Regions from separate parts of the Mus musculus genome. Here region 1 is linked to region 2. The links are chromatin contacts, called in public Hi-C maps. All regions are on one chromosome and are shown on one strand. The core of a region is the stretch at or near the end of the contact, and the rest is flanking DNA. Distances in the headings are between cores, read along the strand shown. Region 1 overlaps Dennd1a (DENN/MADD domain containing 1A). Region 2 overlaps Dennd1a (DENN/MADD domain containing 1A).

Region 1 (7,049 bases), core at 3,354-5,853, 56 kb after region 2:
CCCCTCACAAGCTTTTTCAGCCAGCCAGCCTCAGCTCAGCCTCCACTCCTGTAACATAAAGGGGATCTCAGAAATGCAGGGCAGTGGATGAAATGTAAACGACCTCATTGCAAAGGCGGGGGTGGGGAGGACTGTGTGCAGGTTCTCTAGATCAATTCCCAAGTTTATATTTTCATAAATCTTTTTAATATACAGTTTGATTTTTAACATTTTAATGAGCATAAATAAATAAATAAATAAATAAATAAATAAATAAATAAATAAGAATCTATAGTAGCTAGTCACCACAGCTAAAGTGCAGGGCATGAACTAGATCCCAGGAGGGAACCAGTACACCGTGTCACCACTGGCTTTAGGACATTCGCCACCTGGTTCCATGTCCCCAGGTTCCAACTCTTTTCATAATCAAAACACTGCTGACATTATAAACCCCAGATGGGTTTTCTAAAATCCCTCCCAATCAATAGATCCAACACATAACTTATTGGAGACAACACTGAGCTCATTGATTAAGGTGAGTTTGGTAGCAAAGTTTTCAAAATAAATGAGACAAGAAAATAGCAGTCAACCTCTTTGTGTCACCAGACAATTTATGAAATAGGCAATTTTCAAAATGCTTTTCTTTCTAAAGAAATATATGAGTTTTCATGTGAGAAGAAGCAGGAGCGGGGAGGGGAGCAGTCACACAACCCTTTCAGTTATGCATATATTAAGCAGCCAGCTGTATGGGAGCAGGAAAGCAACCTCCACAAAGCTCTGTCCACCAGGAGACCAAGTCAACACAGCCAAGGCAACGGAAATCAGAAATGAACTCAGGGCTAATCTTGGTCCACTCTGGGTTCATCTTACCTAATGGAAAATCTCACCTTAGGTCAGAAAGCCCATCAAGAGAATTTTCCTCACTGTAGAGAAAGAGGGGTATGTTCCAACACTGAGACATTCTCTGAAGAACTAAGTAAAGTTTTATATTTATAATATCTATTATAGAGTCCTATGTGGGAGTAAAGCTTTGAAGACCAAACTCAATGAATTTATCTGAGACTGTTAATCATGAAGTTTCACCGTGTCTCTCTAAATGTAGGCTTTGAAGGGATATGGGTAATCCTGTAACAGACATCCTTTCCTAAGCCAAATACTTTGTTTTCATCTTCAATGAAACCTATAAACAAAAATAACTTCTATTTCGCAGATGAAAACAGCAGTCAGACACAGACATACATACCCCACAAGTAACTACCCTCTGAAGGACAAATGTGCCAGCTGACCTTACAGTGTCTGTCAGTAAAGTACACTGAAATGAGGCATAGCCCCCATAATTAAAAGAAGGGAGGGGGAAAGATGTGCAAGAAAACATCTAAGAAGTATTGTGAATAAATAAATGTATTTTAAAATATATAAAACTACAATTAGCCTTTCAGGGCATCCTAAAAGCTTACAGAGCAGCTGACCATTTACCTTGGGGGAGAGAGGATAAAAAGGAAGGCAGCCAGTGGGAGAACATTTCCTCAGCTTTATATTTAATTTGTTTGTTAATTTCAAAATCATAGGTACATGAGGAAAAGAGAAGCTCAAATTCCTAGCATACTGTGTTCAGATTGGTTTTTAGACGCGTGAGGAAAAGCCGACCTTCCCACTCCTCCAAGCAAGAGCAGCATCACTGACGGCACGGGAAAAACCCAAGCTGAAAGTTACAGAGCACACATGATCCAAACATACAAAAAGCTAACAGGATTTGTACTTTAGGCCATTTCAAGCTAAGGCCAGGGACTCCAAGGAAAAGCTAACAAAGGTTTTTAGTGTTTATGATTAAGAACAGTAAAGCAGAGGCTCCTGGAAGCTTAATTAGCATAAAGTTCAAGGATGTTAATCACAAGTTTCCTAACTGTAAAATCAGTAAATAAAATTTTATTTTTCAATAGAAGCATCAAATTAAATTCAAGATCCATACCATGGTTAAAATCTCTTATTTTTCATCTCCCAGTGAGAAAAAGAGGCTTTGAATAAGGGGTTTCACAGAATGGTCTTTCAACATGAACATGAAAGCCAGGTCAGTTTTTAGCAACACTGCTCAAATGCGCTGTGCTAATGTTCTCTTTTAGGAATATTCAATATTTACTCCCAGCTTACTTTTTATAAATTTTAGTTTTTAGCAATACATGTAATTTTGAATTATACCTAACATTAGAATCAATGTGGTAATGTAAAGATAACATTAGAATCAAGTAAATTCATCATAACCTATAAGTGTATCATGCAATTTCTTTCATATAATCTTTTTTTTAAATTCATGCTGGGACCAAGCCCATAGCCTTGGCATTTCAAGTGAGTACTCTACCAGAGAATGACCTTCCTAATATTCTAAACATATGTTAACTTTTTACATACACTATCAAAGACTTTTAAAGATCCACGTTTGCACAATAGTGTATGACCTCAAGTTCAAAGTAAAAAAAAAAAATCCATGTTTTTTAAAAAAACAAATTTAGTTTAACATCTTTCCTTTCATCCAACTAACCCCTGCAGACAGTTATTCTGTGGTCACAGTGTTAAAGAGCATCCTCGATTTCAAAAGTTTATCTAACCAACTTTAAACTCCACAGCAAAGAGTTAAAAACCAGAGAGGCCTGTGCCAAATGCCAATACAATTTTTAGGGCTGGTGTCAAACAGTTCCAAAGTAAACAAATGATTTGGTTACCATTTCATACAATTCACATTTTGTGACATCAGTGGTACAGAAATAGACTTCACTTTACCCTTCTAAACTGTTTTAGCTTGATCGTTTCCTTAATCATTTATATTCCTGTTATCTGAGCAAGTGTGTTACCAACAATTCTAAAAGGAAAGGGAAAAGGTCTCAAGTCAGCAAATACCAAAGCAACAGGGTAGATGCAGTAAAACTACAAACACAATTTCCCCCAAGAAGTTATTTGCCCTCAGGAAAATACTATTTAGAGAAAGGAAGAAAGAGAGAGAGAGAGAAAGAGAGAGAGAGAGAGAGAGAGAGAGAGAGAGAGAGAGAGAGAGAGAGAGAGAGAGAGAGAGAGAGAGAGAAATGAAGGAAAAAGAGCACTGATAAAATACTATTTTGTAAGCATATTAAAAGCTGTCAGCTTTTAAATATTTTAAATGCACACAAAAATGTGCACAGATGGGCATCTTTTCTGCTCACATTAGTCTAGAAAAAAAAATCTTTCATTATCAAGCTCAAAGTCCTTGAATTTTTTAAACTTAATTGTGCCTCTATTTCTTAGAATTCACACCCCAAGGCCAAAGCTTTCCTGCCACCAGTCCTTCAAATCTGACTTGGACATTACACGGGAGGAGGCTCCAAGCCTCCCTGAGGTCTCACTCCTTTTACAACACACGAAAAAGCAGTCGATAATGGGCCCATGCTGAATTCACTGCTCCCCACGTCTCCTCTTGGGACACAAGCCTAGCAGATGTGATAAAAACTGTGTCAGAGAAGTGGCTCTAGTTTGTGCCTTAATGACAACTTAAACCTCTACACCAATACAACCAAGAGATGAACAGAGCTGCCTGTTACCTCTCTCTGCTGCCAATCTTCCAATACCTTGGAACTAAATTAGCGCCTCTCCCCACAACTTCCCCTGCCACCCCTCAAAACCTATTCTAATTTTAAAAGATAAATGAGTTCAGAAAACACACTGGTGGCACAAGTGTCTGGGTGCTGTGTGTGTGGATGTCCTATAATTAAACGCTGACACATATTTCATAGAGTTTGTATTTTCTCAAGGTATGATTGAACATTCAGATGTCATAAAAGACTGCCTACTAAACTCCCTCTGATCACCACCCCAGTACCCATATTCACATATACCGCTGGGAGATTTACAGCCTCCAAAAAAAAAAATGCTTCAAGGTCTAAAGATTATTTTTAAACATGTTCAAACATAAGAGAGGTGATATTCCAAGTTAATGAAACATTCTAATTATTAAAATTTATACAGGACAATTTCTTAAACCATAGGCGGTTATACTTTTCTTTTAACTCATAAGAACTCTTTGTCTTATCTAATGATATGGTACCATAAAAATCTATTTAAATGTGTACCTCTGATAACATTTTCTAAATTCTATAATTCAGCCTTCAGATGATGGGTCTTTTAACCCAGTATCTTGAAAGCCTATTCAGCCACAATTGCATACCCACTTAATCAGCAATCATTGTTCTGGGATGTGGGACTTTGTTGTCAAGACAAGCACCAAAACCTTTAAAAAAAAATTTTTTTTTTTTTCAGAACTGGCATAAGAAAAAAGTGATCTTTGTCAGACAAGGACAAATTTATGCAAATCTTTTATAAACATTCACAAACATTTATTTAGCTTTTGAAATGTTGGCCTCATTTGAGAGCATGAAAATGAGGGGGAAGTAGAAAAACGCAAAGGACAGCTTAGAAGCTGGCACGCTACATAAATATTCAGAAGGAAGATTATAGGATTCATGTTAGGCTGTCTTAGGCTTCTCCAAAGTCCACATAGAATAGCAAAGAACAAAACTAACGAGAAGTGCAGCAGATGTTAGACAATGCATCGGCCTCTTTTCCTCTCTCACTTGGCTATACTTGGACGCTTTTATATTTCCTTTCAATATGGTTAGGTCATTCAAGGATTCTCCTATAGACTCTGTATTGTGGCTACAGATCTATAAGCTGGGGGTCTGTCAGCTTTCCAAAAGTTTCCAATGAAAAGGCATTATGCAAATTCTACCTCTCTTACCCTCTTTCAGGGGGGAAAAAAGCCTCCAGTATGCAGTCATCAGAGTATTGGAAGCCCCAGCCTTCATTTCTGTATGGCTGTGTTTGCCTCAGGGCCACGCTGCTTGTTTTGACAGTGGATCCCCCTAGATAGTTGGGATTAGTCGAGCTTGTTTGGATAAACTTGAAATCAAGGCCTTCTCTAGGTAGACAGCTAGATGTAGCTACCGAGTTTCCAGCTGCCTCCTCCTTTCATCCCCAAACAACTGCAGATTCACAGTAGCTATCACAGCCACAGGCTATGTCACATACATAAGTACAAAATTAAAGGCTGCTAAAAGAAGCCTTTGTAAGTCTTAGTGCTAAAATAAGGAATCTGTACTGCTTGGTTTATACAAATTATTCTAGCACTACCAGTATGGAACTGAACCTATCAGTTAACAAGGCATGTTAATCAAGGCTCCTAGCTTATTCTGATAGACAGGATCATGGTTTAGTATTCACCTAACCTCCACTTATTAGCTCTTACATGAGGATAATAGCTGAAAATGTTGAAAAGGAAATAGCAGTCTTTATTTATCCAGTGCCAGGGAATGTTAGAAAGATACCATCAACAAACACTGCAAGCAGAAAACAGGAATCAAAGTGTAAATATTAGACCTGCTTTGGAAAGAGTATTATTTAGGAATGATTAAACAGGGTTCCACTGCACAGCCATCTCTATTTCACAACTAATATTTCTCCAATCTTATAATGAAAGGAGGACAGGAGGAGGAGTTAGGACTGAGGAAACTTACAGTCAGAACACACTGATGGCATTCTGTTACTGAGACAGAAGGCAGGTGATATGAAACACTAGCAAAATAAGAAAACTATGTAAGAGGTTTCCTAAAATCTAGCATTCAATATTTTACACTTTTTTAATCTCTTCAAAAGGCTAGCAAAATATAAGAAAATAATTCAACCTCATATATATGTTTAATTTACTTTAGTTTCAACACACACAAACTAGCAATTACCTGTGGCTGCTTGCGACCAGCAAAGGCTTTTCTAGAACATTTTCTAGATTTTTTTCTGTGACCCATAATGTTTGTAAGTCCTTTTCCCTTACAATGTCAACTCACACAAGGCAGCTTTCAATCAAATCTTTCACTCATCATCATGTATTCTCAGGAGTCAGCAGCTTAGGTCACTATTTCAAAGAGAAGCCCTAAGTACTGAAGCTATTCTAAAGCTCATTGTCATGGGCTTCATTTCTTGGATAACTTACAACATAAAGATCTGTTTAAGAACATACCACTTTTTCTCTAAAAGCCTGCAGCAAATATCCCAGGGCTTGGGATCAGTTACACTTTCTAGCACATAGTCTACTTTTAAAACTACTAAAAAGGGTCAAAAGGAAAACAATAACGTAATTTGAAAGTGACATTAAAAAAAAAAAAAAAGCAGCACCAGCACATTCCCACAGCCAGGCGTGGTAGTACACACTTGCAACCCTAGTACTCAGGAAGCCGAGGCACAAGGATCGCAAACTTGAGAAAAAACAAAACAAAACAAAACAAAACAAAACTAAGCTACACAGTGAGGCACTGTCTCAAAACACCACTGCCAACACACCTACCCACCTAATCACTCCAACATACACATTTTTTTTTAAAAAAAGTATTACTGAAAACACTAGTGCCAGGTTTCTAGTCAGAATCTGACCAGCTGACTACAGTGAGCAAACCTGAGTAAAATGCCAGCCATACAAAACTGAAGAGGCGAATGAGGAGAAAGAGGAAAAAGAAGAACAAGAGGAGGAGGAGGGTGAAAAAAGAAAACAGGAGAGAGAGAGATAATGAGAACTAATATTACAAAGACTCAGCAGTATCCCAAACTCTAGAAACCCTAAGACAATGATTATTAACCTGTGGGTCATGACCTCTTTGGGGATCAAATAATCCTTTCACAGGGGTCACATATCCTGCATATCAGATATACATAATGAGTCAAACAGTAACAAAATTATAGTTATGAAATAGCAATGAATTCATTTTATAGTGAACAGTTAGTTACCACAACATGAGAATTGTATTACAGGGTCACAGCATTAGAAAAGCTGAGAAGCACTTTCCTAGGAGGTAAAAGGACATTGTTAACCATACTGGTTCCATGGTGAACCGGCAATCACATGTGACAGTTGCTAAGTGGCCAAATGTCTACTAAAGGCCTTTAAATCAGAAAACTTCTTAAAATATACAACAAAACTGTAAGATTCTTTTTCAACACCTAGCATTCACAAATGTTTTGTGGCTGGACCTATCATAAAAGCATTTCCTCCTTTCCTTCAC
Region 2 (6,524 bases), core at 3,865-6,364:
ACACCATGATGGACAGAGTTTGATGGACAGGGGGAAAGATGAATAGCAGAGCTGTGCATGCACTATGGAGAGAGGCAGAACTAGAGACATGTCTCAGTGGCAGGTGTGACCGAGGGCTGAGAGGCCTACTGTAGAACATGTGGTTGCCCAGTGGGGTCAACGGGGTGCTGTGCAGCACATGGAGCTTATACAAACTCAGCCCCTAAACAAGCCACCTGGCTGTGGGATTACCTTGGCTCTTAGCAGTGACAGAGGATTAGACCTCCTTATAAAGGACCACTGTGGTTCGTAAAGCTACAGGAGAACATGTTGGTATCTGTAGTCCATGCTGTAGCCCAAGATCCATGTGGACATACTCAGTCTGTGCCACTGACTGAAGCTTTGTGATGTTCTCTAGCTTTGCTGCACTGAGGGCCATATTTATATGAGTAGCCTAGGCTGTCACCTGAGGCCATGTTGATATCCATGGTCTAAGCTGCCTCCAAGGGTCTTGTCTGGATCTATGGGCCTACTGAAGCCAGAGGCCATGTTCTGGTTTGTGCTGTCACCAGAAACCATGTGGAAGTCCATGATCCATGATCCCACTAACTATAAAGTGCAAGGAAGCTACTTTTGCAGTGATATTGATGACTGCAGGTACACAGATGAGAAAGAGGGACATGGAAGGCTTCTGTGATGATCCCTACTCCCCCCTCAACCTCACCCCACAACAAGTAATAGCCTAAACAGGAAGCCATTGAAGACAACTCAAAAAGTGTGATAGATGTTAAAGTTAGCTCTCCAAAACTTTTGGCTTCTGGCATTAGTGTGGGAGGGAAGGACTCAGATCTATTGAAGAGGAAAGTCACTGAGAGTTTGACCATGCTCCAGTGAGTATAAAGGCAATACAAATTGGGCTTGTTTTATTTTTGTTTGGTTGATTTGTGTGTGTGTGTGTGTGTGTGTGTGTGTGTGTGTGTGTGTGTGTTTTCTTTTTCCTGGGAAGTGAGTGAAATGGGGTAGATGATATGAAATTCCCAAAGAATCAATAAAAATAGTAGGTTGGGGTAAAAGATACTTAATTGCACATAATTTTTCCTCCATAAAGACCTTGAAAGACTAAGAAAATAATTGTTGAGCTATGGTTCGTTGATGCTAATACTGACATCAAATTTCCTATGTAAAGGGGAGCAAATGAAATGATGACAGGAATTATAGGTAACAACACTGGGAAAATGGCATATTAAAAAATAAACCAGACAAGGGAGACTAGGGTTGATTCTAAGTAGAGTGGTCTGGAAGGCTTTCCTAACCAGTTCATATTTGAGCAGAGCCAGGTGGAGGAGAGAGTCATACAGTTAGTTACCCAGAAGAGAATCTAGATAGATGGAACACAGAACACAGTATGCCCAGCTGACAGTGAGTAAAATGAAGCAGGGACAAGAAATAGGAAGAGGTAAACAGGGTCAGATAATGAAGGACCTCGTTCTGCAGAGATTTCTCCAAAGAGAAGCCAAGAACTTTTAAACAACTAGATGCTTGTTAAATACAGGTAGATAATGAGACTGGCATGTATGTTCATTTAGTTACATGCTTGCCTAGCATGCACAAAGCCCTCGGCTCAATGCCCAGTGCACACACCTGTTAGTCCCAGCACTAGGGAGCTAAAGGCAGGATGATCAAAAGTTAAAGGTCAGTCTTCAACTATTCACTAGTTTGTGACCTGAGATAAGTAAAAGCTTCTCTACTCAGGGAGCGCTGCAGAAGAGGCATGGAAAGAATGTGAGTCAGAAGATAAGGAGAAAGACTGCTACATGCTACCTTCAAGGTCCAACACAGCCACTGCAGGCATGAACTCACAGTAGTTGTAGCTGCACTAGATTTGCACAAGACTAGGCTTGAATATCACACATGGAAAGAGGAGGGGCTAGGGAACCCTATCCCACCTTGCTGAATGATTGGCTACAATGTATTCAGTGGGAGAATCATAGTCTTTAGTTGTGTACTTATCTGTGACTCAACCAGGCTCCTAGATACATTTCAAAATCAGGGTCATACAAATAGGGTCTAAAGCCCTAGTTAAACTTTGTATGCCACAAAACAAAACAGAAAGATGTGATCATGAGAAAGAGACTTACAGGGGGAAGTGGAATGGACAAGTGTGGAAGAGAGGTAAGAGAAGGTGGGAATTGAGTAATAAGAATGTACTGTAAAGGCCGAGCGTGGTGGTGCACACCTTTAATCCCAGCACTTGGGAGGCAGAGGCAGGCAAGCCAGCCTGGTCTACAGAGTGAGTTCCAGGACAGCCAGGGCTACACAGAGAAACCCTGTCTCAAAAACACAAACAAAAAACAAACAAAACAACAACAACAACAAAAACCCAATGAATTTATGAAATTCTTGGGCAAATGGATGTATCTGGAGGATATCATCATGAGTGAGGCAACCCAATCACAAAAGAAATCCCATGATATGCACTCACTGATAATTGGTTATTAGCTGAGAAACTTAGAATACCTAAGATACAATTTGCAAAACATAAGAAAATCAAGAAGAAGGAAGACCAACATGTGGATACTTCATTCCTCCTTAGAATAGGGAACAAAATACCCATGGAAGGAGTTACAAAGTTGGGAGCTAAGACCATCCAGAGACTACCCCACCCAGGGATCCATCCCATGCCATTCTCATAATTCAAACAGTCTTTAAGAAATGAAAGCCCAGCCAGGTGTGGTGGTGCACGCCTTTAATCCCAGCGCTAAGGAGGCAGAGGCAGGTGGATTTCTGAGTTCGAGGCCAGCCAGGTCTACAGAGTGAGATCCAGGACAGCCAGGGCTATACAGAGAAACCCTGTCTCGAAAAACAAAACAAAACAAAGCAAAACAAAACAAAAAAGGAACGTACTGTATACACGTATGGAATTTTCAAAGAATAAATTACAAGTAATGAATACTATTAAAGAATATAGTTAGGTAAGAGAAGGGAAGAACTAAGCCTGATGCCTCAGCTACTCTCCTACAGAGCTGAAATGACACTGGCTTATGTAACCTACTTGGGAGAATGGAGAAAGATCATAAAAAGCCCTTTCTGTGCTACAGATGAAGAACACCAATGAAAGAAAATGCATCTAGGAGGTTGTTCTCATTTCCTTCCAGTTGGTGTGATAAAACACTCTAATTAAAAGCAACTTAGGGGAGTCAAAGATTTATGTGGCTTAAATTCCAGGTCACAGTCCATCAATGAGGCAGGAACTTAAAGGCAGGCCTGCTTGCTATTCTACATAGCATTATTTCTGACCATGGAACTTACTTCATAGCCAAAGCAGCAATGGACAGGAATCATAGAAGATGCTATTTGTTGGTTAGCAGGCAGACTTATACTCAGCTAGCTTTCTTATACAGTTTGGGACCACTTGCCAAGGGAATGTTGACACCTACAGTGGGCTGGGCCCTCATATATCAATTAATAACCAAGACAATCCCCATGATCTAGGGAATTCTTCAGTTGAGATTCTCTCTCTAGATAATGTGTCAAGCTAACAGTTAAAGCCCACCAGGACAGTGGTTAAAACTAGAATAGGAATACTAACAACACTACCTCACCATAAGGAAATGGTATTGCCAGGCAGTGGTGCCACAAACCTTTAATACTAGCACTCAGTAGGCAGAGATAGGCAGATCTCTGTGTCTGGACAGCGAGGGATACACAGAGAAACCCTGTATCAAATAAACAAAGAAGCAAAAAACAACAAAGAAAGCAAATGGTGTTGTTTTGGATCAGTAGCTTAATGCTGGAGGTAGAAAGTATACAGTGAGGCTGTGGAGTGGGAACCAGAGTGTGTGAGCAGAGTAGAGAAGTCTAGGGCAGCTTTAAGGTTTTAACACCATTAATGGTGTTGCCATTAAATGGACGAGAAAGGCTGAGAAATAAACAGATTTTGAGTATTCATTTTATAACTTTCTTTACAAATAAGTTAGATTCTCACATATGCATCAAGCAATACATGTTATAATTATTTACTTATGAAAGTTCTTTTCTGGGGCTGGAGAGATTATTTGGTGAGTGAATGCCTGCCTTAAAACCAAGAAGACAAGGGTTTGGATTCCCAGAATCTGTTAAAAAAACAAACAAACAAACAAACAAACAGGTACAACGTGAATCCCAGCACTGGGGAAGTTGTATACACAAAGACAAGTAGATCCCTGGAGCCCACTGGCTTAAGGAATCTAGCTGAAATGATTGGTTCTGGGTTCACTGAAAGACCCTGTCTCAAAAAGAAGGAACAGACCAATCTAAGAAAATACACGATGTCATGCCTTTGGCTCCATATCTATTTGCACACATGTACAAGCATGTGTACATACCCATACATGCGCCAGCCACACTCAGATCATGCAGTTGTCTTATGGATGGAGGATTGGAGATAAGGAGTGGTTAAAGGAGACTTGCATTTACCATTATTTGTTTAATTAAATATGTATATTATTATAGTTATTTACAAAAAATGTTGATGTGCTTAAAATCTAAATTCTGGTGTAGGAAAAATATGAATAATGTTTCTCATATTTTGGTATGCTGTGTACTTATTTCAGAGCCTAAACACATTCATGACTTGAAAAATAAATTTTAAACAACCATGTATAAAATGTGAGCATGTGAAAAAACAAGGATCTGCCTCATAGTTGCATCCAGATGGTAGGGTTATCCGTGACTTTCTTCTGTTCCTTTGTAGCACCTTTTCAGTTGGGCAAGAGGAAGTTGGGTGAGTAAGGAACAAATACTTATTATATAATTTAGAACAAGAAATTTAAACCAGAGGGAAGTAAAATTCCTGACGCCTTCAGTTGTCTTCTCTTTAAGAACTTTCAATGGCCATGGGGCTGTACTTTTAACTAGGTTCTGGCTTTTAACTCAATAACTGGATTGTTAATAAATGACCATCTAAGTTTTTTCATGATGCCACTGGCTCAGGCAGTTTGCTTTCAAGTATGTCACAGAAAATAAATGACCCTGGAATAAACATATAACTTGAAATTAACTTAAAGTGCCAGGACAACTAGCCCAGTCTCAGCCCCTGTTGGCTGTCAGTAAGCTGCCTACTGTTCTGTGGCACTGACCTTTAGCCAGCTGGTCAACATAGAAAAAGCTGCCATGCCACAGCCCAGCAGGACTAAGGGGTCAAACTGTTCTGTGTCTGAGAGTGGCAATGCTAGCCTTTCTGCAACCCTTTGAAGGAAGAAGCTTAACTGAGCACACAGGTCTCCTGCCAGCTCAGTAGCTCCTCTACGTGAAGCCAACTCAGCTTACAGGACTTCTCTTTCCAACTTTCCTCTTGCCCTGTCTGAGCACCAATGTCCCAGTCTCCAAGAAGAAGGTATGTGTTCCACTCTCATGCCCTTCAGGTGTGATTCTCATAAAGATCAAGGACTAACTCTCACTGGGATCCATTTTCATCACAAATTCCTAGCCTTAAATTCCTTGAGTCTCTGCACATAGCTGCCATTGAGTCAGCTTCATTATATTCTGAAATTGACCTCAGAGAGCCAAAGGCTCCTACTCGTACTCTTCACACATTCCCATCTCCACTTCCCCATGTCCCTGTTTAATTTCTGCAAATACCTTTGTCTAGAATTAAAACGTTTTAAATCTTATGTGTAAATTCATGCATAAGATATATGCATACCTGCTCCTCAACAACACCTAGTCATAACCTCAATTCTGGCAAATACAACTCTATGACCTGAAGTGTTATCTCCCAAAAGCTATGCACACTCATGAAAATTGGAAAATGTATGGTGAACTGACACTTAGAGTTTCTAGGAAACATGGAAAACGAATACTTCCCTCAGAGCAAATGATCTAAAAATGTACTGGAACAACGGGGGGTGGATACGGTGGAGGTATTAAAAAGACAAAATTTACCTTTTTTTTTCAGTAATCACTTGTGCCAGACATTTGCCTAAACTAGTCAGGATATAAATTAAGGATTGCCACTATTGATTAAAAAAAAAACAAAACTGACACTTAGAAAGGTTTAGAAAATTTTAGCAACTGTTTGGTGGGTCTAATATCAGAATATGAACTTTCTGACTTCCTAGTTAATTCTCTTTTCATCCCGCCACACAAATCTCAGTACACCAAGGCTGCCAAAGCACTGCCAACATCGTCATTCAACGATGTCAGTGATACGCAGGCTCTGCCATTTGTTATTTCTCTTCACTTATTTTATTCATGTGGATGAGTAATTTGCTTTCATGTATGTCTACATACTACCACATGCATACCTGGACCCACAGTGGCCAGAAGAACGTGTTAATTTCTGTGGAGCTTGAGTTATTGACAATTGTGAGCCACTGTGTTGGTGCTGGGAACCAAACCCAGGTCCCCAGCAAGAGCACCAAGTGCTCTTAGCCACTGAGTCATGTCTCCAGTTCCAAGTTTAAAAAGCACATATCACAATATACAAAAGTAGGAAAAGACAGCAACAGGGTTTTGGGGGCGGGGGGCTGGGGAGATGGCTCAGTGGTTAAGAACACTGGCACTGA

Evidence for each region. A called contact is a pair of places that touch in the nucleus more often than the background predicts.
Region 1: a contact with region 2 is called in a Hi-C map of liver, with 1.9 times the contacts expected there. The contact joins two enhancer-like sites. A contact is called at or near these places in 2 of 39 promoter capture datasets (both in liver), 1 of 15 datasets of contacts at CTCF or cohesin (CD8 T cells), 3 of 484 Hi-C or Micro-C datasets (all in liver), 2 of 115 datasets of contacts at active chromatin or transcription factors (embryonic forebrain and embryonic stem cells) and 1 of 9 other capture datasets (embryonic trunk).

Annotation. Positions count from the first base shown.
Region 1 is chr2:38,139,683-38,146,731 of GRCm38.p6, forward strand. All of the region lies in intron 3 of Dennd1a (DENN/MADD domain containing 1A), which reads right to left. Among named protein-coding and RNA genes, the nearest start is that of Dennd1a, 140 kb to the right of the region's middle. Within about 2 kb of position 4,604, at least 39 of the 459 cell types and tissues checked have an H3K27ac peak or open chromatin away from gene starts, as enhancers often do. A contact at or near this core is called in liver, where this site is marked.
Region 2 is chr2:38,083,462-38,089,985 of GRCm38.p6, forward strand. The region is part of intron 5 of Dennd1a (DENN/MADD domain containing 1A); the gene reads right to left. Among named protein-coding and RNA genes, the nearest start is that of Dennd1a, 200 kb to the right of the region's middle. Within about 2 kb of position 5,115, at least 3 of the 459 cell types and tissues checked have an H3K27ac peak or open chromatin away from gene starts, as enhancers often do. A contact at or near this core is called in liver, where this site is marked.